2 separate regions of the Mus musculus genome follow, and region 1 is linked to region 2. The links are chromatin contacts, called in public HiChIP or PLAC-seq maps. All regions are on one chromosome and are shown on one strand. Each heading gives the region's core, a stretch centred on a gene start, on an enhancer-like site or on the middle of the called end of the contact. The rest is flanking DNA. Distances are from core to core; before and after follow the strand shown. Region 1 has its middle 19 kb from the start of Tpp2. Region 2 holds the start of Tgfbrap1 (transforming growth factor, beta receptor associated protein 1).

Evidence for each region. HiChIP or PLAC-seq counts read pairs in DNA pulled down with a chosen protein or histone mark.
Region 1: an H3K4me3 HiChIP or PLAC-seq map of bone marrow-derived macrophages shows a contact between it and region 2, with 3 times the contacts expected there. The contact joins the enhancer-like site here to the promoter of Tgfbrap1 in region 2. A contact is called at or near these places in 3 of 39 promoter capture datasets (liver and pre-B cells), 3 of 115 datasets of contacts at active chromatin or transcription factors (T-cell acute lymphoblastic leukemia, bone marrow-derived macrophages and pancreatic cancer cells) and 1 of 9 other capture datasets (liver).

The regions. Positions count from the first base shown.
Region 1 is chr1:43,913,257-43,916,033 of GRCm38.p6, forward strand. No RefSeq gene overlaps it. Among named protein-coding and RNA genes, the nearest start is that of Tpp2, 19 kb to the right of the region's middle. Within about 2 kb of position 1,300, at least 18 of the 459 cell types and tissues checked have an H3K27ac peak or open chromatin away from gene starts, as enhancers often do. A contact at or near this core is called in bone marrow-derived macrophages, where this site is marked.
Region 2 is chr1:43,091,157-43,093,856 of GRCm38.p6, forward strand. Tgfbrap1 (transforming growth factor, beta receptor associated protein 1) reads right to left here and starts at 1,330. Exons shown (of 12, transcript NM_001357299.1): 1 at 1,225-1,330. 8430432A02Rik (a long non-coding RNA gene) reads left to right here and starts at 1,124. Exons shown (of 2, transcript XR_003947575.1): 1 at 1,124-1,129; 2 at 1,207-2,686.

The DNA.
Region 1 (2,777 bases), core at 50-2,549, 820 kb after region 2:
TCCCATGGGCAGGAACCAATCCCTGACCATTAATGACATTCCGTTATGTTTGCAGACAGGAGCCTAGCATAACTGTCCTCTGAGAGGCTCCACCCAGCAGATGACCAAATCAGATACAGAGACCCACAGTGAAACATTATATAGAGCTCAGGGAGTCTTGCGGAAGGGTTAGGGGAAGTATTGAGGAACTTCGAGGATAGGGACTCCACAAGAGGACAAACAGAGTCAACTAACAAGGCCTAGACTAGGCCCCACAGACATATATAGCAGATATTATCTTCATGCAGGTTTCCTAACAAATGGGACAGGGGCTGTTCCTCACTCTGTTGCTTGCCTGTGGGTCCTGTCTCTAACTGGGCTGCTTTGTCTGGCCTCAGTGGGGGAGAATGTGCATAGTCCTACAATGACTTGATGTGCTGGGGTGGGTTGGTACCCAGGGGGGCTCCTCCTTCTCAGTGGAGGTGAGAGGGCACGTGGAGAGGCTGTGTGAAGGGAGTCTGGGATGAGAAGGGACAGCAATGGTCAGTGTGGCAGAGGGAGGTAGCAATTTGTGAGTCATAAGATTTAAGAGATAGATGTCACTACAACATAGCCTATCTTGTACAGATACACCTTAACCAAAACATTCTGTTGGCTTTGATATATAAGTTAGCAGTAAAGAAGATATAGAGCAATACAGCCAACACATTTTCCTGATAGAGTGAAATAGAATGACAGCGTCAGGAGGTAAGAGTTGGGATCTGAACAACAGAAAACACGATGTTCCTAGGGACTGATAGTAGGAATGATGCTAGAAGAGAAAAAATATTGGGGAGGAAATTGACAATTAAGGTTTGTATGTACAAAGTTTGATATTCTCATTTGGTATCCAAGTGGAGATAACAAATAGTCAGCTGACATTTTGAAGATAAGACCAAGTAGATACTTGAGTTTTGTTATGTTCAGGACAGTGCTGGGGGCTATGCAGCCAAATTTCAACATCAGAGAAGCTAGGTGTACGGAGACTAAATTCCAGAGCTTGCAGGCGTCAGAGGTCACAAGGGAAGGACAAATTAGCAGAGGCATCAGATTGTTCTGATGGCCAGCAAATGAAAGCCTTCCAGAGTAAAAGCAGGGATCAGCCTGACTATGGGGGGTGGGGTGGAGGGGGGGGGTGTTCCAGCTTCAACGTGAGTCATCAAAGACTAGGGATACCTGGTAGGCAAATAGGAAAATGCATCAATTGAGGAAGCTGACAGGCTTGCTCATGCAGTGAGAGCTTCTGAGCTCAGGAGTCAGAGTGCTCTATAGATTTGACCCAGCCCCAGTCTTTTATTGAAATCATACAAGAAAGTTAGGTTACGAAGGTCATAGCGGGTGGGGTGGGTAAATGCTTCTTTATTTTTCTGTGCCAACATTTTCTTGTGATTCAGAGTAGTACAGATTTAGAACAGAAAAAAAGGAACTATAAAATCTCAAACATAAGGGTTTTATAGCAAGCTTTTTTTTTCTTTTAATATATCTCCTGACCACCAGTCTCCAGTGAGATCAGAGGCAACAGTACTGTGGTTACAAAGTCAATGTCTTTCAGACATGTGTGAGACAGTATGGTTTCATAAAAGGGCAAACATGAGGTCATACTGCTGACCCTGCAGTCTTTACAGTCCCATAGCAAGGTGCTCCAAGGTGATCTTAAAAATATAGCAAAGGGCACGTCCCTTCGCCAATATCCCTTTCTTGTACTGGGTCCCATCCCCTAATCTCATAAGATCTCCAATAATGTGTCAAACATTCACGATCCCATCTGTCTGTCTACAAAAGACATCCTCACTTAACCTCTATGGAGAATTCCTAGGGAGATGCCACATCGTCCCTGAACCCAAGGAACCCATTGCTGACTTTCTAGGAAATATCTGTATATAATTCCATCCTCAGTTTTGTAATAAAAATGTCCTGCTTCTATTAGAGAGAATTAAGAATAAGACTGGAGGAACAGCTGCAGATTTATTCATCTCTGCCAATGGCTCTCGGCTACTTTCATTTTCACCTCAAGCGAGTGACTGTAACATATCAAACTTTCCCAAGATGTTTTAACTATCATCATATCCAACTTTACATTGGGTGCAATTTCCCCAAATTTGTAGAGCTTCCTCTACAGTTAAACATCTAGTTCCTGGATATCAAGAGGGTTTCTACAGGTCACCAAATGCTAGTTTAATCAAGGGAGGAGAAAAGAGAAGGAACAGTAAATAGGTAAGGAGGATGATAAGTACACAGAATTGTTGTAGAAATGACATCATGAGGTGCTTTCGCCAAAGAAGCAGGCCTTGGGGCCTCTCGTTACTCATATTGGGCCCACAAGAGGCCATAGCTTCATGCTCTGAAACACAGTAGCCCCAGGAGGTTTTTCTTCCTTGTCACCAGGGGTCCCAGGCATCTCAAGCTTAATGTGGGGTGTCTCCTATACTTGACTATCAAATCTTCCCAATAACAGCCAAGTTAAAATAAAAAAAGATGAGAAACAACATTAAGGCCTCACAGGATGGTTATCTTTGAATGAACAGTTTCAAAGAAAAAGTTTCATCCTCCAGGGTTTCCAAGAAAACACAGTTTCAAAGCAAACTTTGTTTCTGCTTTTAGAAGAAAAAGACAAAAACAACAAAAACAAAATTAATCCCAGTGTTCTTAAGAAAACAGTAAAGACTAATTGTAGAAAAGCATGTAAATTTGTCAAAGTTTAAAAGTGAGGCAAAGAAGAACAAAAGAGAAGGGTAGATTTGCAACTGAGAAGTAATAAA
Region 2 (2,700 bases), core at 80-2,579:
AGGGCCTCGAGTAACGTAGGCTGGTCTCAAATACGTAGTCATGGGTGGTCCTGAATTCCCTGTCCTTCTACCTCTATCTCCTAAATGCAGGTACATCCAGCTATTAGCCTTGTTTTGATCAGGAAAGTGGCATCCAAAGGTCACTGTTAGGAAATGACCAGAGTGGGATTTAAACTCACAGCCTCACCCTCATCACGGCCATGGAGTATGGGGAACCAAGGTCTGAGAAAGGCGTTGTGAGCTGGGTCTTGGGGATTCTGGTCAAGCACTGCCTTTTACTACACACCAGAGTGACAGTTGCTTGGTTAGCAGAAATGAGAGGAAAAAGAAAAGGAAGCAGCTGTCCAAATGTCTCTTCCTGGACCCTGGAGCTGTGAGTCCTCAGCTTTGCTGACCAAGAAAGAATCATGATCACCGGCGTGAGGGTGCAGCAGGCACCACACCAGCCACTCTCTGCCCAGCAATCTCCTGTTAGTAGCAGGTACGACCCCTCGCAGAGCAGCCTTGCCCTCCTCCCACACTCCTCCGTGTCTTCCCTTGCCACCACTTTAATATCAATGTTGCCTACTTGCCCTCCTGACCCAACTCGCCCTACCCGAAGCTCCTGAGTGCTCAATCGTATCTGCTCAGACTACAGGCCTCAACTAAAAAGCACTGTGTGAACTCCACTTCTGCATCCAAGTTGTATCCCCAAGAGCAGCGACCTGTCAGACTCAACCAACCACCCTTTGACAGAAGCAACACCAGGAGGCAACTTGGACAGCCCTCATAAAGGAAGGGAACCTCCTCGTCCCCGACCAACACTCCCCTATCTAATCTCCTAGTCTCTCAGTTCAGACCCAAGTCTGACCCCAATTTCAACTCCTAATCCACAGACCTCAGCAAACTTCAATTACATCACGCACCCCAACCCTTCCACCTGAAGGGTGGAGGCACACCGGCACGATCCTTCCCGATCCCTCTCCCCAAAAACTCAAGTTCAAGGACGAGGTCTCTCGGATTCTCCCCTTCCTTACACTGACACACCCCCAGACCACAGCGTACACAGTGACCCAGCACCGGTGACCACCCCTGGCTCCCCAAAGCCTGCACGCCGGCCCCCAGCGGCACACCTGGCCCAGTCATGCAGGCACCCGCCCGCTCCCGCTCCGCTGCACCTGCGCGGGCGCCCGTCAAAGCCGATCGCGCACCCGCCGCTCCAACAAGCCGCCCCTCGCTTCTCACCCGCGTAGCGCAGCCGTCCCGCGCCGCCCGCGGCCTGGGGCACCGCCGCCCGCTCCGGCCGCGGCTCCTGGGCTGCCGGCCCCGCCGCAGCCGCTTCCCGTCACGTGGGCCGCCGCCCGGCGCCGGCGGAGGGCGGGCGCTCGCCGGTGCCCAGGCCGCCGCGCGCCGCTGGGAGGCTCCGCGTCAGGGCCCGGGGGTCGGGAAGGCGGGCGAGCGCGCGCTGGCGAGTGCGCAGGCGGCGCAGACCGGGACCGCAGCCCTCGGGAGGGGAGCGTCTCCGCCGCCCGCCTGGGAAGCGCGAAGGAAGCGCCGCCTTGTCTTCTCGACCGTCCACTCCATGTTGGCTACTGCACAGCTGCGTTGGTCAGGTGGAAGCTCGGAGAAACGCCTCCCGGACCGACCAGTAGACGGACTCACAGCCGGGCCCCGACTTGCGGGCAGGGGATGCTTGCTGGACTTCAGTGTGCCAAAGGGGGTCGGGGGAACGGCCCTCCGGTTCCTAGGCCTACTGCTAGTCCTGGCAGAAGGAAAGCTAGTCCCGGAGGGGAGGTGCATATGTGCAGGCTATCCCTTCTGCGCTGGGAGTCCCAGGGCAGTTCCACTCACTTCTTTGAGGGCAGTCCATCAATGGCCACTCCCTTGTGTCAAGCCATAAAGAAGAATCCTAGAATCCTCCTTCCTTATAGAATCAAAACTCAAGTTTCCCGATGAAGAGTTAGGAAGCTCTTCCAGAGTCATCAGTGCTGCCAGTGCACAAAAAAGGCCAGGTTTCTTCAGTTATTCCCTTTGACTTGAGAAACTGCTAAAGAGGTGGCTTTAGGGTACCCTACCATCCCGGCCGCTGACCCTGTCCCCAGAGGTTGGATAAGAGATACTATTCTGTAGCTTTGTTTCAAAGGAGGAAGGCGTGTAGGGGTAGGGACCTAGAAAAGCCAGCTATGAAGGGGACCTCTTCTGATTATAGAACCCAAGTTCAGTTCTGTTTTCTACCTTGTCGTATCCTTACCAGGTACACACCTCAATTCCCGAATTTTACTGAGGCAAAAAGACGTAAATGACTTATCCTGAATCTTACACTAGTAAGTGTCAGAGCAAGAACTCGAAATGTGTTTGTAACATAAAATTAAGTCCTAATGATTAAATAGTTTATGGGACAACTTTTACATTCCACTCTAGATGATCCAGGAGTGGAGATAAATACTATCAAAAACGAGGTAAATCAAAAACAATTATTTTCTTTATAACGGGGCTTACCACAGAATTTTTAAAATAGCAAGCTCTATTGTTGAAATATCTGTTCTTGGGACATATTGATTCATCTACATCACAAATAACAGCCCCCTTTAGGTCATGCCTAGACTGTGAAACATGCTTGGGTATCTTCATAAGCTAACTAAATTCTTCACATTGTTTCTGTTGGATCCATTTAAAAACAAATATAGTGTCATGCTTTCCAAATGAATTTTTGAAAAGTTT